4 separate regions of the Mus musculus genome follow, and regions 1, 3 and 4 are each linked to region 2. Evidence: chromatin contacts called from public Hi-C, HiChIP or PLAC-seq and promoter capture Hi-C data. All regions are on one chromosome and are shown on one strand. The core of a region is the stretch at or near the end of the contact, and the rest is flanking DNA. Distances in the headings are between cores, read along the strand shown.

What was found. Promoter capture Hi-C pulls out the DNA fragments that hold promoters and counts their contacts. Hi-C and Micro-C count contacts between places; a contact is called where the count stands out from the background. HiChIP or PLAC-seq counts read pairs in DNA pulled down with a chosen protein or histone mark.
Region 1: a Hi-C map of CD8 T cells shows a contact between it and region 2, with 6 times the contacts expected there. The contact joins the promoter of Hps6 here to the promoter of Cnnm2 in region 2. A contact is called at or near these places in 1 of 484 Hi-C or Micro-C datasets (CD8 T cells) and 1 of 115 datasets of contacts at active chromatin or transcription factors (memory CD8 T cells).
Region 3: an HNF4G HiChIP or PLAC-seq map of pancreatic cancer cells shows a contact between it and region 2. The contact joins the promoter of Stn1 here to the promoter of Cnnm2 in region 2. A contact is called at or near these places in 1 of 39 promoter capture datasets (pre-B cells) and 1 of 115 datasets of contacts at active chromatin or transcription factors (pancreatic cancer cells).
Region 4: a contact with region 2 is called in a promoter capture Hi-C map of pre-B cells, with 3 times the contacts expected there. The contact joins the promoter of Elovl3 here to the promoter of Cnnm2 in region 2. A contact is called at or near these places in 3 of 39 promoter capture datasets (cranial neural crest, pre-B cells and stem cell-derived epiblast-like cells), 1 of 484 Hi-C or Micro-C datasets (the N1E-115 cell line) and 1 of 115 datasets of contacts at active chromatin or transcription factors (pancreatic cancer cells).

The regions. Positions count from the first base shown.
Region 1 is chr19:46,002,170-46,005,015 of GRCm38.p6, reverse strand. Hps6 (HPS6, biogenesis of lysosomal organelles complex 2 subunit 3) reads right to left here and starts at 1,538. Exons shown (of 1, transcript NM_176785.3): 1 at 1-1,538. The coding sequence starts at 1,390. The region is part of intron 1 of 4930505N22Rik (RIKEN cDNA 4930505N22 gene); the gene reads right to left.
Region 2 is chr19:46,760,119-46,763,265 of GRCm38.p6, reverse strand. It overlaps Cnnm2 (cyclin M2), which reads right to left and starts at 1,657. Exons shown (of 8, transcript NM_033569.3): 1 at 1-1,657. The coding sequence starts at 1,493.
Region 3 is chr19:47,535,747-47,538,630 of GRCm38.p6, reverse strand. It overlaps Stn1 (STN1, CST complex subunit), which reads left to right and starts at 1,512. Exons shown (of 10, transcript NM_175360.3): 1 at 1,512-1,817; 2 at 2,260-2,435. The coding sequence starts at 2,282.
Region 4 is chr19:46,130,389-46,133,447 of GRCm38.p6, reverse strand. It overlaps Elovl3 (elongation of very long chain fatty acids (FEN1/Elo2, SUR4/Elo3, yeast)-like 3), which reads right to left and starts at 1,549. Exons shown (of 4, transcript NM_007703.2): 1 at 1,275-1,549; 2 at 193-324. The coding sequence starts at 1,378.

The DNA of each region.
Region 1 (2,846 bases), core at 289-2,788, 760 kb after region 2:
TACGATAATCCCGGAGCTCAGCCCTCAGGGTTGTCAGGAGTGTAGACGGGGGCAGGTGGCCCTGGAGGATGGAGGCCAGGGCCTGAGGTGCCCGAAACATGCTGTTGTGTCTCAGTTCTTCTGGGGTAAGCTGGGTACCTCGAAGGCTCCGACGCTGGTAGTACCCACAGGCCTCCTCAAACACCAGGTCCTTGTCTGAAGGCAGCTCAAGGCCTTGGGGAGTTTCCCAACACACACAAAAGAGACCCAAGGCTGAAAGCAATCGTAGGGCTCCTCGGGTCTCCAGCTCTTCCTCGTTCTTCATGCCCGGGGCTGGAGGCTCCAGCAAATGTACTCTGTCTGTACTGAGAACCTTTTTTTCCAACAGCCGCCCACTGCTCATGTCCAGTAGTTCCAAGGTGGAGCCCAGGACACAGGCTAAAGTGCCGTGAAATGTCCCCAGGGCTGCAGACCCTTTTAGGCTTACAGGGGCCTCCTGCAGGATTCCCACGGTTCGAGTACCACCATGGCACTGCACTAGGCTCACCTTCCCTTTCAAGTCAAGCAACAACAAGCCCTGCGAAGATGGGGCCCAAGTGTGTACAGCCAGTGGCTCCCTGGGGGACAGGAATCCAGGAAGGCCTCGCAGCAGGGTCCGGAAGTCCCAAGTGTCCCCTTGTTTGGGATTCAGGCTTTTACTGTGTGAAAGACCAAGAGATGGAGCAGCAACTATTACCTTCCCCTTGCTTGGGCTCCAGATGAGCAGAAGGTGGGCCACACCAGACCAAGTGTTGGTAGTAGGCACCAGGAAGAGGTCCTTGCGGGAGGCTATCAGTCCAAAAAGGGGGCAATGGTGTAGCAGGATGTGGGTGCAGCCTAGTTTGGTGCCAGCCTCCCCGCTGGTTTCCAGGGTCTTGAAGCACACACGGTGGCTGAAGGCCGTTGAAAGCTGCTCTGGTTGGTCCTTAACACCCGGCTGACGCTCCTCGCACCAAACTAGGCGGCCTCGGGTTGCGGCCACGGCCATCACGCGGGCTCCACCATCCGGACACAGCTCAGTGCTCTGAAGTAGCTTCCATCCAGGCTCCATCCCCACGCCCCAAACCTCTGCTAGGCCACTCTCCCATACCAAGATCAGCGCGGGTCGCGCCAGCCACGGCACGAAAAAGACGTCCAGCGGCGAGGGGTCGCCCTCCGGCCAGGCACGCTCCAGCGGCAGGCCGGGCCCACGCACAGCCACTAGAAGCTGTGGGGCGGGCGATCCGGGGGGTCTTAATAGCAGCAAGTGGCGGCCGTCAGGGCTGCAGCGGACTAGGACAGCTGGGTCCCCCGCCAACAACTCGCGGAGCCGGGCCGCGCCGGTGAAGTTGCTCAGATCCGAAAGCAGGCGCAGAGTTCCTGCACGCTTCATGACGCCTCTGCCGCAGGAGCTAGCCAAGGCCTGATCGCCCAGTGGGGCGAGGCCGGACTGCTAGTCCTGGTACCCGGGGGAGTGCAGGGCTGACACTTCCGTCCCTGGTGAATGAGGTGAGCCAAGCCCTGGACTGAACGTCGACTCCGCCCGGCCCCGCCCCGCCAGGCGAGGTCCGGGATTGCCCCAGGGCACGCCCCGCTAGCGCTGCGCGCCGGGGGCGGAGCTGCGGGAAGATGTCCGAGGGAGGAGCATCCGCAGCACCCAAGGGTCCCCGCTCTGGATTCAAGTTTCCTAGGCACCGTGAGAATGTCTCAAAACGTCTCCCTTCTTTCTGAACCTCGCTCTTTCACCTTATTTGTGGTTGAGTACTGACACCGTATCAGCCCTGACCAAATAGCAAATCTCAACCGCCTGGAAATTTAGTGGAAAAACTGTAAGGTTAACAACCCTCCGCTCACCAGGCTGGCCACAAATTCACAGAGATTCTCCTGTCTCTGCCTCCCAAGTGCCGTGATTAAAGTTCATCACTACCATCCCTGGTCTTTATACATATGTTTTAAATTTGAAGTCAGCATACAAAGTAATGAATTTCATGATCGCATCCCCTTCCTCCATATTCTTAGTCCTGTGTGCACCTGTGAAGGCTGGAGGTCAGCCTCAGTGTCTTTCCTCAGAAGCCAACCTTCTACACTGTTTTGAGAGAACTTCTTTCACTAGGACCTCTCACCCACTAGGTTGTGCTAGCCAGCCAATGAGCTCGGGAGATCCTCCTGCTTCAGTCTCCCACGCTGGGATTATAGACTCGAACCACAATACCAAGCATTGAGGATAGAATTAGCGTCTTAAGCTTTTGAGGTATGCACTTTATTGACCAAGCTATGGCTGGCATTTTTACACATATATATATTATTCTACTTTGTTCCTGTTCACTGCCTTCCTCATTAAAAATTTAAATTAAATTATATTGAATGTGTGTGTGTTTGTGTGTGTATCTATGTGTGTCTGTGTTTGTGTGCGTGCAATATTATGGGCATACGCCACAACACCCACTCAGAGGCCAGAGGACAACTTTCGGAGCTGGTTCTTGCCTTGTACCACGTGGTTCCTGTGGTGGTTTGACTAAGAATGGTCTCCCACAGACGCATATATCTGAATAGTTAGTCATCAGAGAGTGGCACTCTCTGAGAAGAACTGGGATTAGTTATGTGTGGCCTCCTTGGAGGAAGTGTGTCACTGGCAGTGAGCTTTGCGATTTCAACCCCCCATGCCAGGTCCAGGTTCCCGTCTGCCTGTGGATGGGACTGGAGCTCTTAGCTACTGCTTCACTGCCGTGTGCATCACCGTGCTCTCTGCCAATGATGATAATGGATTGATGCTCTGAAACTGCAAGCAAGCCCCTCATTAAATGGTTTCTTGTATAAGAGTTGTCCTGGGGCTGGCGAGATGGCTCAGT
Region 2 (3,147 bases), core at 408-2,907:
TTGACAAAGAGCAGGTCCACGATGTTGGAACGTTCTCCCTCGAACACCGGGATTCGAGTGTAGCCACTCTCCATGATCTCCGACATGGTGTTGAAGTCCAGGATAGCCTCGCCGGTTATCATGAAGCAGTCCCTGAGGGGAGTCATCACGTCCTCCACCGTCTTGGTGCGGAGCTCCAGCGCCCCTTGGATGATGTTCAGCTCTTCCTTAACGAGGTCGTTATAGGGGTCAGTAACCCGGAGCATCTCCAGCAGTTTTTCCCGGTTATAGACCGTGCCTATCTCCTGGCCCAGGACGCAGTCCAGCAGTTTGCTAACCGGATAAGAAGCGGGGAATGTCATCATCATGAAAAACTTGGTGAGGAAGATGGTGTTGGCCCCTACCGCCAGGCCGTGTCGGGAGCAGATGGCTTGGGGCACGATTTCTCCGAAGATGACGATGCCAATGGTGGAGACCACCACCGCCACAAGGCCTGAGCCCGCAATGTCGTCCAGCAGGATGGTGAGCGTGGTGTTGACCAGTACGTTGCCCAGCAGCAGCGAGCACAGCAGGTAGTTGCCCTGCCTGCGCACCGGCTCGATGCGCTTGGCATAATTCTTCTCTTTCTCCGTGCCGCAGTTTTGCACGATGCGCAGCTCCATCGGGTCCAGAGCCATGAGCCCCAGGTTGAGGCCGCTGAACATGCCCGACAGGCACAGCAGCAGCGAGATGAAGATCACTTGCAGCCAGAAGGGCAGCAAGAACTTCTTCTCCTCGCCCACTATCATCTTGGTGTCCTCACCGTCGTGGTAAATCCAGGTGGTCTCGGCCCACGGAGGAGGCGGGAGTCCGGCCACCCCCGCGCCACCCTTGCCCCCGACGGTGCCACTCGCAGACCCGGAGCCGCCGGCGCCTAGTGCGGGCGTGGAGAGAGACGTGCACAGGTAATAAGACTTGCTCTTCTCCATCTTGCGCAGCGGTTTAATCTCGATCTCGATGATGCCCGATGTGCGGCGATTGAGAATGATGTGGGGCAAGATGATGATGTCTGAGGTGCGGATGCCGCAGCGCTGGGGGCCGCTGTCCGGCTCCGGAGGCGCGGGGCCCCCCAGCCCACGCTCGCTGGGTGTGTGCCGGCGCCGCTCGTGCTCAGTGAAGGCGATGCGGGACCACGTCTCGTTGTTGATGTTCTGCCCGTACACCCGCAGCTTGACCCGGGTCCGCTCGCTCACCCGCAGAGCACCCCCTTCCATGAACGACACGTCGTTCGTATCCTCCAGCCGCAGCCCGATGATCACGGTCTCCTCGTTCTCGCCGGCCGCTGTGCAGCCGCCCGCTCCCCAGCAGCAGCTCAGCAGTAGCAGCGGCAGCAGCCGGCCCGCAGCTGCTTGCAGGACCCCCCGGCCGCGGGCACTGAGGCTGCGGCGCGCCGCCATCTTCCAAGTGGGCAGTGCGGCGGCTGCCTGCCCGCCCGCCATCTTTACTTCGGGTTCACAAGCGCCACAGCCAATCATAGGGTGGCTGCTCCAGCTGAGGCTTCATCCTTCCCACCCGGCGGCGCGAGCGCAGGCACCGGCGCCCGAGCAGGACTGCAACCGCGCGTTCGCGCCCAGCCCTTAGCTGTCCTTCTCTCTGAATGACACTGATTCGGACTGAGCCAGCTGAGGAACCCCCGGGCTCGAGGGAGGAGGGAGCGGAGGGAGGGGCGTGCTAGCCTCTCCCGCGAGAGGCAGGTCTGCCAGCCAATCAAGAGCGGGTGCCCGCCTTCCCAGCCAGGGGGCTGGAATGGGGGCGTGGTCGCAGTCGGCGTGCCGCACCAATGGCACGGGAGGTGGGCGGGGAGATGAGGGCCACTGTCCTCCTCTGCATGCCAAGTTTCCAACTGAAAGGCGCGTGACTCTTGTGTATGCGCGGGGAGGAGGCGTGGCCATCCCGGATGCAAGAGCCAGTCAAAGATGAGCGCTGTAGGGATGGGGGCGTGGTCTTCCTCCAGGCGGCCAATGAAAGGGAGCGGTCCGCGGGTGCGGCGCTCCCTGTGGGGTCTCTGTAGTAGATCCTCGCGCGCGGCTTGGCAGCCCTGCAATACTGCCCTGAGGCGCGAGGCCTCGGGTCCTTGCTGCAGGGACTTGCGGGCTCCACGGGGCTCCGTGTCGCCGCAGAATGGGCTGAGCCCTCCTTCCCTGGGAGCACCAGAGCCGGACTGGAGACAGCTTACGATGCACATAGCCTAAAACCAAATCGGGATACTAGTCAAGCCCCCCAGCCCACTACCCCTGCATGCGGTTCCTCTGGAGATTCGCGGTGACAGGGTGGCCCTAGCAACGCCGAGGACCTGCGGTCTCCGTGACTCTGTGAGCCCTCAGCTGCTCACGATCATGTGGCGCCACCTGCCGGCCCTCACGGACGACCTTTGCTGTTTTCTAGCTCTCAACAAACCTCTCAAAGTGTGGTCAGCTTCCCAAACTTTGTCATCACAGGGATTCTCCTGTAGTCCTGCTATAATCACAGAATGAGATGGACCCTATTTTTGGTTTTGTTTTGTTTTGTTTTGTTTTGTTTTTTAACGTGCACCCAGGCAATTTGGGGAAATAGGAAGGGGAGAGCAACCTGAGAAGGCCCATGAAAGCTTATTATGAAATGCACAGGTCAAACGCTGTTAGCTCCGGAGAAGATTCATTGTGGAGCACAGCTCACCAGGACTCTCAAGTCCATTGCATCAGACTAGATGCGGTAGCACAGTAGCTCCCAAACTGAACTTTCTGCCTCCCAACTGAAGCGCGTTTTAAAATGTTTTTCCTGATCTTACTTTGTATTCCATAAACACAATACTCTTCCTTTTTTGTGAACACCCACAGTGTTTTTTATAATTTCCAGGACGAGTGATTTCTGGGCTCATTTCAGCGGTATCCTCGCAATTCTCTCTTTTTTTTTTTTTTTTTTTTTTGTTGTTTTGTTTTGTTTTGTTGTTGTTTACAGGGTTTCTCTGTATAGCCCTGGCTGTCCTGGAGCTCACTTTGTAGACCAGGCTGACCTTGAACTCAGAAATCCGCCTGCCTCTGCCTCCCGAGTGCTGGGATTAAAGGCGTGCGCCACCACGCCCGGCCGCAATTCTGTCTTCTTTTATGCTTGTCCTCAACCATTCCCCTGACCTTCCAACTAATGACTTGT
Region 3 (2,884 bases), core at 263-2,762, 780 kb before region 2:
TGCCTATTTAAGACATACAGTTCAAACTCGCTGTTTTCCGAAGAATTTGCTGGAACCTTAGCTTTCTGGAAAGAATGATACTATCTGTCAAAAAAAAAAAAAGTCTATAAAATTTGTTATTTGGCACCAAGTTGCCAAAAGAAAGGGCTCCTAGCATTGACTTTTAAAATATCGATCGGCCTTGAATGTTGTAGGGTGTTGTGCTGGTCCTGCGGGGTTGAAGATTTCAGGATCGTCCAGGAAGGCTTGGAGTCTGGGAGTTCTACAGGAGGGAGGCTGAGATCTTTACAAAGCTCCATGCAAACCCCTCAATCTGGAATTCTACAGCTCACCCTCAGCTTCGTTACCATCTACTCCTCAGGTCTGGGGCTCAGATCAAGAGGCACACTCCCCTCTAAAGAGTCCTCCATCACTGTAAAAGATGACATCAGGGGAGTCTGCTTCTATTTATACCACAAGGCGTGGCCCTCCCCCAGGTTGGCAGTAAACCCAGAGTCCAGCGCTCTAGCCCTGAGAGCTCTGAGCGTCATTTCTGAAAATACCTCAACTTCTGAGGACAGCGGAGACTGGTCCCTGGACTCCACCCTGGCGCAGAGGTGTGCAGTCCTGAGAATGTCACCCAACCTGTCTTTCTCTACCTGACAGGTGAATTGGAAGCATCCATCCTACTATGTTTCCTTGGGAGAGAACCTCTTCTAGTAGAGAGGGATTGGGTTTACACAGATCTTAAACTCCACGGGCCCAGCCATTCTGTGCCACAGAGTCTGGGAGACACTGTCCGCTCCTTCTGTGGCCAGGGCAGTAACTGAAAGCCATGGTTCTAATGACACCCAGTTTCCATCCCAGCCCTTCTCTGATAGTTTAGCAATGATCTCTTTGGCCTCCTGCCTCTTTTGCCGCTGGAGTGAGTGACCTGCCCTCTCCTAGGCGTGTGAGTCCCTGTGAGTAGGGAAAAACGTCTTTATTTATATGGGTGGAGACAGTGGAGACAGGGCTCCAAGGAGGTGGCCATGGTTTATACAAGAATTGTCAGTCTCTCAAGAGTTAAAGGCACAACATCCTGGAGGAAACCTCATAGGGGTGGTTTCCGTTAGAGACAAGACCTCTCATTCTCTCGGGGCCTCAGGTTTAGAGCAGAACATCTGCAAGCGAGACTGTAGCATCCCTACGATGTCAGGGGATCATTACCAGCTGTGAAGAAACAGTAAAATACCCCATTGCCTAATTTCGTTGTTTGTTGCTTTAATCAGTCAAGACAACCCCCTGCCCTACTTTTAAAAAAGAAAATTTAAGTTTGATCCCGTCCCAATTTCCTGGAACCGTCTGAGGGAATCGGAGTGACAAATGTGACATGGAAGGCGGGATTTGAGCAGCAGGAATTCCCGGGCTGGCTCGGGAATCTCCGAGATTAGGAGAGCCCCCAAGAGCCTGCGCAGGGTGTATGTAGACCGGGAAGGCGGCGTGGGCGGAACCGATACGTGGGGTGGGCGTGGCCTTGAGGAGGACGTCGGGGGCGTGGCCTCAGCGGGAGTGGCTGGCGGTAGCTAGGCGCGGGTGGCGGGAAGGAAATACGCCGGCGGGAGTGTGCTCGCTTCCTTCTCGCAACCGGAACTGGTTCGGCAATCTTGGCTGGCTGCTCCTGCTTCGGGAGAAGTTGTAAACTGCTCTGATTTCTGCCTCTTTTTCCTTTCCTCCGCTCTTCCCAGAGGTGAAAGGTCGAAGCTTGGATAGACACACCTTCAGGGCCCCCAAAGTCCACGGCCACAGGGACTCTCTCCATTACTCTCCGGATTCACTCGTTAAAACTCCTTTTTGGGGTACGCCTGTGTGTATGGTTATCCTCAAAGTGGAGAATTAGTATTTAGGGGATGTAGCTCAGTTGTTGGAGAGCACTTGCCTAGCCTGCACGAAACCTTGCATGAAGCCCTGCGTTCCATCCCCAGCACTGTATAAACCAGGTCTGATGGGACATGCCAGTAATCCCAGTACTGGAGGATCACTAGTTCAAAGCCATCCTCCACTACATAGCTAGATTAAGATCAGCCGGGGCTATCTGAGACCTCGTCTGAAAAGAAAATTTGGTGTTTAACTGATTCTCAGTTGGTATTTCGTCCGAAGGAGCCTCATACAAGGACTTTGCCATCTGCTAGGCATGAAGTTTGACAGGGTCCTGAACCCCTGTGTTACCCTCCTAAGACTTCTGGATGACCGTTACCCACACTAAACACCCTAAAACCTTATTTTTGTTTTCTTTTGTAGAGTCTTGGCTCTGGGTTAGCAGATGCCACAGCCCTGCCTCTTGATGGAGTGTGAATCCAGTCCAAGGGAAGAGGAGATCCCGCCCCTCTTTTGGGGTCTGGATCCTGTGTTTCTAGCCTTTGCAAAACTCTACATCAAGGATATCCTGGAGATGAAGGAGTCCCAACAAGTGCCAGGTATGTGGCCTGTCAGCTTAACGGACGCCCTGTGCTGCACCCTGACCCTCAAAGATACAGAAAGCCGGAGGCTTAGGGCATCTAAAGAGCCCTGTCTGAAAGTTATCTAGCCTCAACCTTGGAAAGAGTTTATTACTGTGATTTTTGTGCAAATTAAAGACAACCTAAGAATTTGAAGTTGATCAAACTTTGAGCTTTGCATTGAGCTCTTTCTCCCAACCTGTACATAACCAGATTCCAACGCTCGGATGATGGAAATAGAGACGATGAAGGGTTCAAAGCCAGCCTGGGCTACATAAGAGCTTTTCTCAATAAAATACATAACTAAAACCACATGTGCTTAAGGTATTCCATACTTTAAAATACCTAGGCTCCTTTTGGGAGCCTGTTTTTGAGTGGACTAGATAGGCAGGCTCCCAAAGTCTTAATGTGGGACTTACCTTTCTGGT
Region 4 (3,059 bases), core at 300-2,799, 630 kb after region 2:
CTTTTAAAGTAAACATTTTAAAGAGGGGTGGAACAGAACAGAGACCATAGCCTTGGGCTCAAGGAAGAGAGAAAACCCAGGTACTATGGAAAAGAAGTCGACGTGGCTGAGGATTTGAGAAACCCTCAGGGTAAAATGGAGATGTAAGGACTAAAGAACAGGCAGAGAGCATGGGGTGGAGGACTAACTTACCTGAATATTGCCAGGAAGAAGGACCAGAGGATGAGAGGCCTCTGCAAGCTGAAGCTCTTCCGCGTTCTCATGTAGGTCTGGCCAACAACGATGAGCAACAGATAGACGACCACTATGAGAAATGAGCTTACCCTGGAGGGCAGAAAACAGATGGATTCACAGTGGGCGTTGCTTAAAAGAATGCCCGCTCATCTCCCAAAGGGGCTCCTTTATACTAGAGCTTCAGCAGTATGATGCTTTGGTTTCCTTATCTTTATGGGGTAGTGGGGTGCCTTGGCAGTATTCACAGATCTAAAGTACCTAGCACAGGGCACATTTGAGATTTCTGTAATTATGACTTTGTCAATGAGGTCTCAATGAAGGTGACAGTTGTCTGCCCCCAGCCAAGAACTACTCTGTCCAAACCTGTGGTGTAAGATAGTGTAGCAACATCTGACTGACTTATGGCAAGACGAGATTGAACAACAAAGTCACCCCACCAAACACGTCTGGGACGATTTAGGGCTAAGACAGAAAGCCTCAGGAAAGCTTTGACAGGGTTCCCATTTTTGTGTTATCTTGACATCAGAGAAGATGACACACTAAGGGAACATGATAATTGTGTGTGGGACACGCTAATCCTAGGTGCCCACACAGGAAGGCTCGCTTGGGCTCTCGGGCTCTCTCTCTCTCTCTCTCTCTCTCTCTCTCTCTCTCTCTCTCTCTCTCTCTCTGTGTGTGTGTGTGTGTGTGTGTGTGTGTGTCTGTGTATGTGTCTGTGTGTCTGTGTCTGTGTGTGCCTCTCTGTCTCTCTCTGAGAGTCAACTAAAAAAACCGCTTCATTCCGGTCAATCTCTCCTCAGCTATAGTTCCCATTTTTTCCCTTTGTTTTTGTCTCCTCCCACATCCCTCTCTCCAACTTCTCATTTCTGAGCCCTTTCTTCTAGAGCTAATCTCTTAAAGGGGTATCTTAAAAGAGGGGGCGGGGCAGGGGAATCGGAGCTAGTACCGGGGCGGGCGCGTCGTCGGAGACTTTACAGGCATTCATTCCCTGTCTCCATTTCCCTCAAAGCAGTTGGTCCTTCCCCATCACCAGGTCTCACCAGTACTCCTCCAAAAAGGGCCTTAAGTCCTGAAACGTCTCGAAGTCATAGGGTTGCATCAGGTCCATTTTTAACCCGCGTGAGAAATTCATGGATGTGTCCATTTCGATTTTGCAGACGACGAGTTACAGAGCTTGGGGTAGGGAGCTGGGCGAGAGCCAAAGAAGTAGAAGATGGAGTGGGTCTCAGGGACGAAGAAACCCAGGACAGAAAGAAATTGTGTATAAGCAGAAGGGCCCCGGAGCCTGGCACGTGCGCTGCTAACCAGCCCGCTCGCGCTGCAGTGACCGTGCCTGCCGTATATATATCCCCAATTACTAAACTGGGAACCCAGGCGGTGCAAGGCCAGCTCCCGCCCTCAGCAGTTATCCAATCTTAGCCAAGGGACATCTCTGTCCCGCCCCTGGACCTCCTCCTCTCTGACTGATCAGTCTCAGGGGCACCTCCCCTAAGAACCAAGTTTGCCCCAAATCCGTTCCCCCCACCCGCCTCCTTCCTTCCTTTCTTTCTCTTTCTTTCTTTCTTTCTTTCTTTCTTTCTTTCTTTCTTTCTTTCTTTCTTTCTTTCTAAATTCCACCAGCTGCTCTAGGTTGACTCATAAGCACACCCCCTCCCCCCTCCCCCCCCCCCGCGCCCCAATCCTTGATTTCACCGAGTACCCAGGCAGACCAGTCTACCTCTGACACAGTCACCTGTAGCCTCTGCCTCCTTTTGCGTTAATCTTCACCTACTTGGCCCTGACGAGCAAGCGGAGGGACTCTTGGCTTCTGGTGCACACTTCCAGATATGGGGTCGACAGTTTCCTTGGGAAACCCAGGCTGGAATAAGGAAGACCAAGCTGGACCATAAGGAAGACGGCTCTGACCACTTCTGTCTTTGGATCTGTGCTTGTAGGAGGAGGGGAATGGATGTAATGAATTTTACTGTTGGGTTGTTGTTGTTAATATTTGAGGAGGCGGCAATTCAGGCTGTTACAGTTTCTTTATAGTTTCCGGAACTGTCTCGTCTGACGCCCAGTAAAAATGTTGGAGAGAAAAATGGGGTCACCCTCTGGGCTCCTTGTCCTCAGGTGCAGGAGAAGCCTGGAAGGGTTTAAAGTAGGTGGTGACCCAGTGAACTTCCTTAGGCTTACAGTTCCCCTTCCCAGTCTGAACGTATCCAATTGAATCTGCTCCTTCACCAAGGCATCTAGTCCCAGTGAACAAAAAATACTTAGAAACTGGGAAGCCTTTACCTGGCTGTCCCTTGTTTCTTTCTTGGCTTTAAGAAAGTGAAGGAAAACCAGAAGGCTTGAAAACAGTTGAGAGGAGATGGGGATCTATAGAACAAGTGCAAAGAAAACTAAGAACTATTTGAGGTGGTGAAGAGCTGACTCAGTGACTATGAGCACTCGTGTAAGCATTAGGACCCGAGTGCAGAACCTAACACCCCATAACCAGCCTGCACCCTGTCCTGCCCACTGTATGTGGGAACAGAGACAAGACTGTTGGGGCTTCCAGGCTGCCAGCCTAGGGGAAAATCACAAACCCTGGGTTCACTGAAAGACTGAGTGTCTCAAAGAAATAATTCCTACAGACACACCACACACATACACACACACATACATGGAGACACAAATACAGGCACACACACCACATACACACACAGACACACTACCACATACACACACATGTACACACAGAATCACATACAGACACACATGCCACACACACATGCACACACATACACACATATGCACACACATACAGACACACACATATATATACACATATACACACACACCAC